Linked DNA regions of Sus scrofa: regions 2 and 3 are each linked to region 1. Evidence: chromatin contacts called from public Hi-C and promoter capture Hi-C data. All regions are on one chromosome and are shown on one strand. The core of a region is the stretch at or near the end of the contact, and the rest is flanking DNA. Distances in the headings are between cores, read along the strand shown.

Region 1 (4,425 bases), core at 1,288-3,787:
GCCTAGTTTTTTCCCCATTAGAAAATAAGGACCACATCCTTCTTTTTGTATCTCCAGTGTCAAATACACAACCTCACTCACCCACAGTTAAAAAAAAAAGACATCAAAAATTAAAAAGAAAAAAAGGGAGTTCCTGTCGTGGCGCAGTGGTTAACAAATCCGACTAGGAACCATGAGGTTGCAGGTTCGGTCCCTGCCCTTGCTCAGTGGGTTAATGATCCGGCGTTTCCGTGAGCTGTGGTGTAGGTTGCAGACGCGGCTCGGATCCCACGTTGCTGTGGCTCTGGCGTAGGCCGGTGGCTACAGCTCCGATTCAACCCCTGGGAACCTCCATATGCCGTGGGAGCGGCCCAAGAAATAGCAAAAAAAAAAAAAAGGAGAGTTTTCTTGTGGCACAGCTGCGTTTTCACGGCAGCAGCATGAGTCGCTGCTGTGGTGTGGGTTTGATCCCTGGCCCAGGAACTTCCATGCAAATAAATAAATAAATAAACAAAAGATTATTATGAATGACCTCATAAGAGCACTGGGGGAATTTAAAGATTTACAAAAAGTGTGTCTGTGGAAAATCTAAAGCAACCTTTTAGCAGAATTACTGGCAAACTGGAAACTTCAACAAGCCTATGCAGAATATAATTACTACTTTGTAAGTGGAAGAAAAAAATCTTGTGCTTAAAACAAAAGATTGAAGGAAAGTATCCAAATGTCAAAAGCGTAGTGTCAGAATGGTGAGAAGCTACAGATAATTTTTCCCTCTTTTTCCCATTTTTAAAAATGTCTGAAATACTTACCTTAGCCTAATAATATTTTCCAAACTTTGAAATCTACTAAACCAAAACGGTGAGAAACAAGCTCCATGTATAAAAGAAACCTAACTCCAAGCATGTAGGAAAATGATGAGAGTGGAGCACCTTGCTGCTCCAAGAACAGAAGAAAGAAAAGATGTACAATGTACATACTTCCAATACACTGGCTTTTATGATGAGCCTTATTTTACATTCCAAATCTGTTTTGATCATCTTTTTTGAGATCCAAAAAAGAGACTCCTTACATGAAGCAAAACCAATTAACATTCATGGATATAAGAGTAGATGCTAAGAGGTATACCAAGTGAAATGAGACATGGTCTCTCTCTTCATCAATTTAGTTTGGTGGAAGAGGGTAAAAAACCACCAAGATGAAACACCAACCATATTCAATTGAGTGATAAATTATGTGGTATAGACAGCAATCTATTTAGCCAAACCAACATAAAAATGCTATCAATATCTGATGAACAGGGCAGTCTGAGAGGGTAATTATTCCATTTTTAGACTGGAAACAGAAGCTATCACAGCTATGAACCACAGGTATCATACTAAACCACAGAGGTATTTTGCAAATTTGAAGGCTTGTTGAGTTTGTTTTTAAGTATAACAGAAACTGGAGCAATAAAATCAAATTCTAGACCGTTGCTTTTCTAAGAAGAAAAAATTACCTAAGGAAACAAATTGTACCTGAGATTTTTGTCTTTGGGTTTCGACTACTGGGAAGAGCTCCATCCAGAGACTGAGCAGAGTGAAAAGGTTGACTTTAGAAAGCCTTGGTATTTCACCTACAAAAGAAAGGGCAAACATCTTAAAGATTTACCAACGATGAAAATAAGAACTAAGCTCAATGCTACTTGGGTGCTGAAGTCCTAGTTCAGCTGTTTTAACAGGAGGCAGAGAAAAAGGATTTGTGTACTGGAAAATCAAAGTGCTTTCTTAGCAGGAGACTGGTATCAACCGCCTTGCCAGCAATCTCCTGTGGCGCTTTCAAAAGTTGGACCCTGTCACCCGGCAGAAAAAAAAAAATAGTATAACTCATCAAGGTAGCTATGGAAACAATCCAAAAGAAGTTATGAAAATTCCTAGCATCTGATGTCATCGTGGAGCAAGTTTTACTTTGGATTGTGATGAGACGTTGCAACAAGGGCCGCAGTTAGAACACAGAACTAAAAATACGGTGACCTTTGAAGGTAAAGCAGTTGAAATACAGGAAAGTGTCCCGTGCGGTTAATTTTGATACCAAGTCAAAAACAAGGTTGGGGGAATTTTCAGGCTCGTCGATCCCCGTAGATCCCACCTCCAGATCCTGGAGGAAGAGTAAAGGGGGGCAGTGAGCGCAACTTCAAAATCCTGTGCAGCGGGGCCAAGGAATCCCGGTGACTGAGAGAGAGACGCGCCCAGGGCGGAGATAGGACACACTGGAATAGAAGGGCAAGCGGGGACTGGAAGTGAAACCGCGGGAGACGCACAGAGGAGAGCGAAAGGCTGGGGGGCGGGAACAAGGTTCGAGGCACTCACCGGTCATGCTGCCAGTCTGGGTGCTGACTGACCGCCCAGCCTCCGCGCTCTCCAGATTTTGCATCTGCCCTGCTTCTTTCATCCCCAGCCTAGCTGTCTCTGCTGTCCAGGAAACCTCTCGCTATTCGGCATGATCTTTGCCCCAGCTACTCCACCTCTCGTCCCCTCCCAGCAACTGTACAGCAACCGCCACCCCGGCGCAGCCCAATGACGTAGGAGCCCGGCCGCCATTTCCGGGCGCCTTGTGTGACGTCACGAGGAAGCGTGGCCGCCGTGGCGCCGCGCCGCTCCTTTCCCGGCGACCGGGTAGATAGGAGACGCTGTGCAGTAAGTCGTTGCAGGCTTGTATTTGACTCTGTTGTTTTGCTGAAGTATGGTTGCTTGAGGATGTCTTGGCTCGAAGTCCCAGGTTGCGCAGGCTCTGACAGGCTGATGAGGGCAGCGCGCGCCTGAGAGTTTGGGTCAGAGAGCGAAGGAGAATTGAAATGGGAACCTGCCCCATCTGTGGTCTGAGAGAATTTGAGGGCGAAGAGGGGTGAGCTGGGCGGTCCAGATTGCTATCCTCTGAGAGCGACCTGTCCTAGGGAATTTAGTGCCGGGGACCACCATAGGGACGCTGTGCTTCTTATTAAACACATGAGGAACTGAGAGTTGGAACCGTAATTGTGGGGAATTGCACAATACGGGGGTAGGAGGAAGTGGCCCCTGGAAAATCTGAGAAGAACGTGGCATTGTGGATTTGTGTCCAGTGCAATTTCTTTTTATTATTTTGTAATTGTCCTAGACGGGACTCAAAATGAAGCCCTTCCTTCCCCTAGTGACTCAGAGCCTGGTTTCCATCACCAACTTGTGCTGTTATCACAACTTGGTATACTTAAATATAGCAAGACAGAAAAACTGCTCAAAGACTATGAAAGCAAAAGCCAACGTTAAAAAGTACATCATCTTGTGGTAGACTCAAGAGAGAATCTAAAGTGTTGATGAGTATGATTATGGTTCATTAATTTTCACTATAATAGTATTCATTGTAGCTATAGATCACCATTTACTTATCCATATTTGAGTCAGAAGACATTTGCACTCTCTCCATCTTTTTGCTGTTACAGACAATGCTGATTAAAACATTTTTGTTGTCGTGGGAGCGGCCCAAGAAATAGCAAAAAGACAAAAAAAAAAAACCCAAAAAAACAAAAAAACCAAAAACATTTTTGTTATGTCTCCTTATGTTCATGTAGAAGAGTTTCTTTAGGGACTAAGGAATAGGATTCTTGGGTTGTCAGGTTTCCCAGCTAAAGCTGAAAAGTTTTCCAGAGAGATTGTTTGCCTACCTGGCTGGCATAAAATGGTTTCTCATGGCTATAATGTCCCCTGATTTCTTCTTGGGTTGATTGTTTCCTCTCTATGAAATACCCATTAACCATTTCTCTATTTTGGTAGTTCTATTTCTTACTCATTTTGTAAGCATTTCTTTCTTTCTTTCTTTTTTTTTTTTTTTTTTTTTTCGGTTGTCCCAGGGCCAGGGACCAGATCCAAGCCACAGTTGTGACCTACATGGTGGCAGCGCTGGGACCTTTAACCCACTGCACCCATTGGATATCGAACCTGTGTCCTAGCTCTACAGAGACACCGCCCACCCTATTTCATCACAGCGGGAACTCCCATAAGCATTCTTTATACATCCTGGGTAGTCCTTCTTGGTTGGGTATGTATGTAGTTAATATCTTCTCCCCATTTGTCACTTGCTTTTTCACTTTTTTTCCTTGGCTTTTTTAGGGCCAAGGAGGCACATGGAGGTTCCCAGACTAGGGGTCAGATCAGAGCTGTAGACTGGCAGCTGTAGCTCTGATTTGACCCCCAGCCTGGGAACTCTTATATGCTGCAGGTGTGGCCCTAAAAAGTTAAAAAAAAAAAAAAAAAGATATCTTTTCTATTTCCTCTAAAAGCCACAAATTTTTCCTTTTATATTTATACCCTCATTCATCTAGAACTTATTTTTGTGTATGATGTGAGGTAGGAATCTGATTTTTTTTTCCACTTGCATAATTAGTTGTCCAGCACTATTTCCTCATTGATCTGCAATGTCACCTCTGTCATGTATCAA
Region 2 (4,425 bases), core at 1,204-3,703, 860 kb after region 1:
CTAAGTTCTTGTTCTGGAGTTCTGGCTCCTAACTAGCTTAACTGGATCCTCTCGACCAACCAGGCAAGGAAATGCCCTAGGCAAACACAGGAAGGCTGATTCTGTGCAGAACTCAGAGACTAACTCAGCGGTTACCATATCGTCACCCCAAAGAACCAGAGAACATTATGTAATCACGGCCCAGGATCTCAGATGAAGAGATGGCAAATTCTTTCATGACCGTCTGTTATTAAGGTCTTCATTTACTGTTAAGATACTGATTATAAGGATTCCACTTTTAATGCAGAGCACTATTTTGTCACTCACTGAAGAAATCTTTGAGCGTATAGCTAGAAAAAGATTTCGTCATTGCATTATCTGCCAAATCCATCCACGACTGCTATGTGGTTATAAAGGAAGGAAGACTCGGGCTCTCACAGCTTAATTCCAATATTTTAATTTGGATATGGAGATCTGGGAAAACAAAGCACGGAGCTATGAATGGTTACTCTTACTGCTGCTCTGACCATAATATTTGGATACGGTGGAACTTTGAGAAATTTTGAAAATGTGCAGTCCCCATTTCAGAAATGATAGAAAATGTGAAAAGTCACATTTAAAGCTGTCCAGTAAATTAACTCTGATTTCAGTTCAGAGTGTCAAATCTCCTTCACTACAGGACAGGGAAAAGCTTTCTGAAGTAACACCATCCGATGCTTTCTCTATTTTTTAAATGGGAGGAGTTATATATGTTTATAGGATTTTTGAAAAGATGGACAAAGGATTAAAATCTACCTAATCTCTATATATATAAGTATTTCAGTCTGTTATGACCAGGCACTTGACCACCTATCTATTTTAGGTACAATGAATGTTAGATAAACATAGAGCTAAGATAATAATTTGCTGCAGGAATTATCCTCTGTGGATTCCAAACATTTTCTCTTAAGACCAGGACTATTTGCAATGGATTCAGGAAAACAATACCAATACCAAAACTCTTAATCCTTTTAGGGAATCAGTCCACTTCCTATTTCAGGGCAAGGCAGTCATTTAAAACTCAACTCCTCGTGTTTGTGTTTTTAACTAGAATATTTCCAAAAAATGAGTACAGGCACGTCCAAACCAACATGTTATTTTTCACACACTTTCTTACAGTGTGTTTTCCTTTGAATAGCAGTAATTTTCATCAGACCATATAAAAAATGCTTATTACTCATACCTGCACAAACTATTTTTTTAAAGGTAAAACTCAGTTTTAACTTAGTTAAAACACCCTACTTATAACAGGTCTGGAAAAATGCTAACGAAAAATTCAGAAATAAACGATGCAACCTAAATAACTTCTACAATTAATTTCTCTAGGATTAAATTTTAGCAGCCTAAAAGATCTGGTAGAAAGAGGCTGTGAGGCTTTCCTATTTAACTTCTGCGACAATTACCATCATGTCTCAAATGATATTGTAAGCACTAAAACTTAGCACAATTACGGTTCCTTTCGTCATTTTTGCTTAGGGCTAAAAGAGAGATTTTTCTAAAATTAAGGACCATTTAAAAAGGGACATAGGACAAGTTTCTTAACGTTTAGTTTCACTTAGCGTAAGGGGTTCTCGTAAAGATACTGATATAATTTAAAATTAATTGTCGGTTTTGCACTAACATCCACATGGTAATTACTGATCTTCACCGGGCATATGTGCTTTAATTATAAATTAACAGCCAGAACCAACTGAGCAGACCGTCACCTTGCTTTCTCCCCTCACCCGCTCCCTTGCCCCGTCTCCGGACCCCACCGTGAACTTCGTCTGCCAGTACCGAAAGGCCGTGGGAAATGAGAAGGTGAAGAAGAAAAGGCTTTTAAAATTAAGAGGCTTACAGGAGCCAGACTTAGTCCAAGGGCTGTTTAGCCTGGAAACGAAAGTAAGAAGCAAGAGAGGTTTAGGCTTGTTATGATGTCAGCCATTTTAGACACATTATTTATACTGGGAGGAAGTGCCAAACTCTGTTGTTGTTTTTGTTGTTTTGCATGTCGTCGCTGGGCTCCAGGTCCACCGAACCCAGTCCCGGCCCCACGCACATTCCCCGACTGCACCAACGACCGTGCACTCGGCACAGTTCTCCAACGGGCCTCCTCGCTCCAGGCCTCCCCCAAGCCCCCGCTCCCGGCTCCGCTTTCTGCACACGCACTTTCTCACAAAGAAGCTGCGCCGGACAAGAAAGGGGAGCAGCCTGCGAAAAAGGAGAGGTCGGCCCTCTCGGGGAGCCTGTCCCGCGCCTCCTCGGGCGCAGAGCCGCCCCGGCCCCACCAGCTCTCCCCGCGGGCCCAGCGCCCTCTCCCCCGAGCCCTGGCCCTCGGACCTTGCAGTCCACCGCGACGGTGTCGGGGGGGATGATGAGCGCCTCCTCTCCGCTCTTGGGCTCGTCCTTCTTGGCCTCCTTCTGGGCCAGAGCCGAGTTGAACGTCACCTTCACCATGGCGCGGCCTGGGGCGCCCTCGGCGGCGGCTGCGGGCTCGGGCGCGGGCTGCGGGCTCCTGCTACGGCTGCAGCCTCCTCGGCAGGGCTCCGAACGCGGCTCAGCAGCAACCGGAGACAAGCAGCTCCGCAGCGACAGAGGTGGCTACTGCTGCAGGGTTACTGAAGCCTCGCAGCTCCCAGGCGAGGGCGGCGACGGCTCGCTCGGCCCCCCTCCCCCGAAGGCGGGGCCAGAGGCGGGCAAACCGGGAGGGGGGCACAGGGGGCGGGGTCGGAGGCGGGCCGGGCGGGGTCGAGCAGGCCGACCCGACGTGCAGATGTGTTGGGGAGTCTGACCCTGGGTGGAAGGAGGGATCCGGCTGGGAAGGAAGGGGTCCTTCTGCGTGCGGGCGTGAGTTTTGCAGTTCTGAATTCGTTTCCAATCAGTTTGCCACTGAGCACAAGGTTGCAGCTTTGGAGCAAAAGCAGGTGAACTTTCCTGGGTGCGCCGCGGACAATGGATTAACCTCTGGCAGCAGCAGCCCACCATTCCCTGCCTGGTGTCAACCAGGAATCGAAAGGCCGTGGAATTTGGGGGCGTTTACACCTCCATTTTCTCACTTTATTATGGAACCGGCTCAGTGGAGCAAAGAAATGTTGAATTCGCTCTATCCAAGTGATCTGACTACTTTATCTTCCCGGACCTCACCCAAGGGCGTTACTCTACTCAGACTTGCCTTTTCTTCTCCACCCTCCACCCCACCTCACCCCCGCCCCTCACCCCTCGCCCCCCGCCCTCGCAAGGTCAGTGGCTGCCCTGCCTAGTCCCAGAGCAGTTCGGAGGAAGACTCTTGGCAGATTTGTGTTTCATACATCTCAGATTTCGGAAACAAAATGTTCCCTACTTGTGTCGACTTGGACAAAACCCACATGCACACAAGGCTGATTTGTGATTCATATTTGATGATGAGTCTTTTGTAGCTTTCTGCAAAATTTAAAAAATCTTATGGATAATGCAGAGTTATGTTTGGAAGAGATTTCGTTTGCAACTAATTGGAGAGAGGATTCTGGCTCGCACTGTTACTGGGTTAATGACTGTGTCAACAGATGGCTCTTTGGATAAATGGTTGATCTTGTACCCTTTTTCCACCCGCCTCTGTCCTGGTTCAACCCTGGATGTGGGTGTACCCTAGAATGTTTCAGCTGCGTCAGCTCTTCCCTGAGTCAACCATGAAAAAAGTAGACTGAGTCTGAGGTTCTGGGGGATTTGGCTCTGCTCAAGGAGGGGGTTAGGTCTCTTAGTCTCTGCATAGAATCAGATCACCATTCCCTGCAAAACATTCCAAGTTCCCAGAATCTCAGATCATAGTAACCCAGCCCAAACCTTGAGTCTGCGGTAGGCATTCCAAAATTTGAGTGAAAATGAATTAAATGTTCAATTGCAAATAGTAAGATTTAGGTTCCAGTCCTGCTGAGTTCTGACCCTAAAGAGCCGTATGACTTGCAGCCACTTATTTAGACGCTCTGGGCCTCCCTTATCCAGAGATCAACTCTGTGGGGTTGATTCTGTGAACTGGCATAGTCTCATAGATTTCCTGAGACATTCCAGTTGAAGACCAAGAAATTCTTGAAGCAAGATCTGGAGGGGAGTTCCCGTTGTGGCTCAGTGGTTAACGAATCCGACTAGGAACCATGACGTTTAGGGTTTGATCCCTGGCCTTGCTCAGTGGGTTAAGGATCCGGCATTGCTGTGAGCTGTGCTGTAGGTTGCAGAGTCGGCTTGGATCCCAAGTTGCTGTGGCTCTGGTGTAGGCCAGCAGCTACAGCTCTGATTCAACCCCCAGCCTGGGAACCTCCATGTGCCGCGGGAGCAGCCCAAGAAATGGCAAAAAGACAAAAAAAATAAAAAGATCTGGAGGATTATACATGACTATACATATATCCTTCCTGCTCCTCTTTTTGTTAGGATGGAATGGTGGGAAAATACTCAAGG
Region 3 (4,425 bases), core at 893-3,392, 800 kb after region 1:
GTACAATAGCTACAGCTGTTAGGAAAAATTGGGACAGTAACAGAAAAGGAAAGCCATAGATAACATTACAGAACCAATTCAGTATCGGTGACTTTGCTAAAATGCAGTCCACTCTCAACAACGATTCATTTAATCTCTCTACCTACTACTAGTGTTTCTTATATGATTAAATTATTGATATGCTTATTTCAGCCTTTTCTCCTTGATCTTCCTTAACCAAGATAGGCAGTCAAAAAATTCTTGTTGGCTAATTCTTATTCATTCACTTAATATCTATTTGACATAAGAATAGTATAGTACAAGGAACAGCTAATAATTTTTTAGTATTTACTATGCTCCATATGAACAGGATTTAAATGAATTGATGGGGTTTAGATGCATGGTTTAATACATACATAAGCCCTAACAGGTAAGTACTCTGATGATCACAAATCAGAGAAGTTAAAGCACTCACCTGAGATCACAGCGAGTAAGTGGGAAGCTCTAATATAAACCCAGTAATCTAACTCTCTAATCCATGCCCCTGACCCTATTCCAGACTGCCAAACCTCCTTTGAAACACAATTAACTTTTGGTTATCTCAAGAATGAAGACTGTGTGCTGTTCTGGTATTTCCAAAAGCCCACTTCAGTCCCTAACAATGTGTCCTAGGGCGGTGAAAGAAATAGGACTTGCTGACGGATCAGAACTGCAGGAAAGAGTGGTGAGGATCAGCAGAGTCCCATCCCCTGGCAATTGATGCGTAGTCTCAAAGGAGGGCCAGTGCTAACAATGATAATGACAATTACACTCTTTCGATCTTGGCTTCTAAACCGTAAAGCATCACAATCAAGAAAAATAAGATGCTGCAATAACTATCTCCCTATATTATCATGGACTCGCTGAAATTTAGAATCCACCTGGGGGGAAAATTAATTTTATGTGAGCACAAGAACACTAATCTTGTTCCCAAACAAATACAAAAGAGACACCAAGATCCTTGCTGGCTCAAAGCCAAAAGGCAAAATGGAAGAAAAAAAGAGGCAGCCTGAAGCAGACTATCATGCAAGAAGAGTTTTATGCAACAAGAAAAATGAGAACGTTCAGAAACTTCGAAGCTCTTGAGCTAAATGTCTCACAAAACTTTTACCGATACAACAAGTTCCTCTTAGAGAGCTATGTTCCACCAGTCACTACCGAAGGCTTAGAACTCAAAGCACTCTTTACAAGGGAACCCCGAAAAGCACCCCAGCCGAGCTCCCGGAGGGGCAACTGCCACCCAGAACCCTGCACTTCACGTCCGGTGGCATCTCTGCAGCAGTATCCAAGGTTTTCCTGGCTGGCCTCTCCCAGGACTGGGCTTCAGATGAGTCGCACGCCCAGAGGAAAACACTTCCAAATGTTGCACCGCGGGAGACCAAAACAGAAAGTCGAAAGACCACCGGAGGACTACAAATCTCAAATGGGGAAAAACCTCTCCAGCAATCTAGTCTTTCTTTTCTTTTTTTCTTTCTTCTGCATTTGATGGGGTCTGCAAACGACCCGCCGCCTGCGAGGCTCCCGTCTCGCGGAGGAAAGGCGGCACCTGTCACTTCGCTCAGCGACCCGAGCCCCACCCGCTCGACACCTGTCAAGCGGGAGCCGAAACCCCTCCCGGCCGCCCTCCCCTCGTTCCCGACCCCAGACCCCTGTCAGCCTCCTCCCGGCGCTCCGCCGCCGCGGGGGGCCGGGGAGGACCCTCCTCCCGCCGGGACCCGGCCCGGGCGGAGACGCGCCCCCGCCTAGACGCCGCGGCGCCCGCCGACGCACCCCCGGGGCGCCCTTCCCGCGCGCTGGCCGCCGCGACGGGTCGGCTCGCTCACCTGACCAGAGGCAGGTCCTCGGGGCCGCTGTCCTGCTCGGGGTCCTCCTCAGGCTGCGGTGGCGGCGGTGGCGGCGGCGGCGGCGGCGGCGGCGGGGGCTCCGCAGCAGCAGCGGCGGCGGCGGCGGCGGCGGCGGCTGCTCTCCGGGGGGTTTTGGGCGGCATGACGCCCTCCCAGGGCCGGTGCCGGCGAGCGCTGAAGGAGGGCCGGGGCAGGAGGACACGCGCACGTCAGGGCACGCCCCGTCCTCTCCCGACTCCCGTTACAAAAATAATTTGAACGTCCCCTGAGAAAAACCGGACGAGCCCTCCCCCGCCCGGCAACCGAGCGCCGCGTCCAACCGCGGGAAAACGTCACTTCCGCCCGCGGCGTCACGTCCGCGAGGCTCCCGGGCCCGCTGGCGTTTGGAGGGCACCGGGGCGCCGAGCGGGGCGCGGGGCGAGGGCGCGCGGTCGGGCGGGGAACCCGGGCCTGGAGATCCAGGCGCGCTCCCTGAGGCAGCCGCCGCCGCCTGAACCTGCCTCGCGCCGAAACTCGCCCCTCCAGGCTTGGGTGCCGGTAACCGGGCGCTACCCAGCCTGGTGGGTGAGAGCGGGCCCCACCTCAATCTGCGGGTGGATCTGGGGCCCGGCTCGAGCCCGCGGGGAATATCGGGCGAGCGCACCCTGGGCCGGCACGCCCCTCTCCTCCGCGGGCGTCGCCCTCGCTTTCGCCCGCCCTCCTCCCGCCCAATCCGTTAAGCGAATCGGCCAAAACAAAAACACTTCTGGAATGCCTGTTAGGAGCTGAGTTTGGCCAACCCCTAGGAGATCCCAAGGAGGGGACAATGACTGGCCTTTTAGAGCTCTTTTTAGGGAAAGGGGTGGGAGCTGTGAGCAAAGAACTGATTATCGGGTGCTAAGTGTTTTAATCGCGCTGTGAAAACTGAAGCCACGGTTGAAATGTTTAAGGGACTTCTTCCGAGGAGCAGTAGCATTTGAATGGAAGTTAGCCAGACAGACCTAACATTTAAGGAGGGCTTACTATATGTATAAAGAATTGTTCTGGCCATTTTACATAATTATCTTACTTAATCCTCACCAACATCCCCTTAAACTGAGTCGTAGTCGAATTCTACTTTCCAGTGCGGAAAACAGGTGCAGAGGAGTTAATTAATTTGCCTGATACTACAGAGATGATAGGTGGTAGAGGATTTGAACACAGATATATTTGACTCGACTTGTCCATTACATTATGTTAAAGAAATACCAAGAAAAGAGAAACAGCTTGTGCAAAGGCACAAAGACATCAGAGAAGAGTTTGCCGGAATTGCAACCATTAAACATTGGCTTAGAAACTGTCTCTTTTGTCTCTTGATATTTACTTATAATAAGAGATTGTCTTGTTTGAGAACATGTTTTTCCCTCATTGGCAAATGCTGTGTGTTGCCATGTCAAAGCTTCCCAGCTGAGGTGCTGTGAATAAAATACAGCTGTGCTCTTGAGGCGAATCCCCTCATCTTTGGAACAGCTGAGCAGGGCTGAAGCATGAGGCGCCCTCAGGCAAGTCATAGCTCTTGGTTTTATCCCGATGAGTCATACGAAGGATTACCATTTTTTTGTTAACCAGGGCATGTGCCAGAATGTGAAAAAAGGATTGGCCTAGTCAACAGCCAGTCTTGCCTCAGTTCGGAAACTCTCTGTCGGGGGCCAGAAGTTTATCAGGAGGTAGAGTTCATGCCCAGGCAGATCCATAGAGAGCAAATGGCACCAAAGTGGTAATTCCATTCACCTCGCCCAGGATTAGTGTAGTCAGGAGCACAGAAGGCAGTTTTGGTCTTTGCAAGATCAGAGATAGTCTGCTGGGAGCCTGCTAAAATGAGATACAAGGATGACACAGTTCCTCTATTTCTTTTTTCTTTCTGCTTTTTTTTTTTTTTTGCTTTTGAGGTCCACACGCTCAGCATATGGAGGTTCCTAGGCCAGGGTTCAAATCAGAGCTACAGTTGCCGGCCGACCCCACAGCCACAGCAATGCAGACTCCGAGGCACATATGTGACCTACACCACAGCTCACGGCAACGCCAGATCCTTAACCCCCTGAGTGAGGCCAGGGATCGAACCGAAAACCTCATAGTTCCTAGTCAGATTCATTTCCGCTGCACCACTACAGGAACTCCCACAGGCCCTCTATTTCTTAACTATTTTGAGACTGTGACACTGGTAATTGCTTCAGCCATCGTGACTTAAGGCAAGCAAGCTGACCGGAGGATGAGGCTGATATGCTAAAGATGGTACAGCAGGAATATCAGAAAATTTGGGTTCTTGGTGACACAACTGAGCCTCCGATTTGAATAGCCCTGGAGCTGACCTCAACAGAGCTGGAGATTTCAGGTGTTGCCACCAAAAAGCATCAAACTGATAATATTTCTCTAATGAGCCCCTTTGAGAGAGCAACCAAGCATCTATATAGACCCAGTACCTAGCATGGTACACACAGAAAATGCTTGTTAGCTAAAACTGAGGAGGAAAAGGAAGCAAAAGAAAGTTCTAGAAACTATATGTAGTTATGACTTGCTTTATTTAAACCCAGTTTATCACCACCTG

Evidence for each region. Promoter capture Hi-C pulls out the DNA fragments that hold promoters and counts their contacts. A called contact is a pair of places that touch in the nucleus more often than the background predicts.
Region 2: a Hi-C map of liver shows a contact between it and region 1, with 4 times the contacts expected there. The contact joins the promoter of ITM2B here to the promoter of CDADC1 in region 1. A contact is called at or near these places in 1 of 47 Hi-C or Micro-C datasets (liver) and 1 of 2 datasets of contacts at active chromatin or transcription factors (alveolar macrophages).
Region 3: a promoter capture Hi-C map of liver shows a contact between it and region 1, with 4 times the contacts expected there. The contact joins the promoter of RB1 here to the promoter of CDADC1 in region 1. A contact is called at or near these places in 1 of 5 promoter capture datasets (liver) and 1 of 2 datasets of contacts at active chromatin or transcription factors (alveolar macrophages).

Annotation. Positions count from the first base shown.
Region 1 is chr11:18,515,600-18,520,024 of Sscrofa11.1, forward strand. CDADC1 (cytidine and dCMP deaminase domain-containing protein 1) reads right to left here and starts at 2,538. Exons shown (of 10, transcript XM_003357836.4): 1 at 2,325-2,538; 2 at 1,494-1,591. The coding sequence starts at 2,406.
Region 2 is chr11:19,375,246-19,379,670 of Sscrofa11.1, forward strand. It overlaps ITM2B (integral membrane protein 2B), which reads right to left and starts at 2,454. Exons shown (of 6, transcript NM_001042375.1): 1 at 2,338-2,454. The coding sequence starts at 2,454.
Region 3 is chr11:19,315,500-19,319,924 of Sscrofa11.1, forward strand. It overlaps RB1 (RB transcriptional corepressor 1), which reads right to left and starts at 2,143. Exons shown (of 27, transcript NM_001285967.1): 1 at 1,842-2,143. The coding sequence starts at 2,005.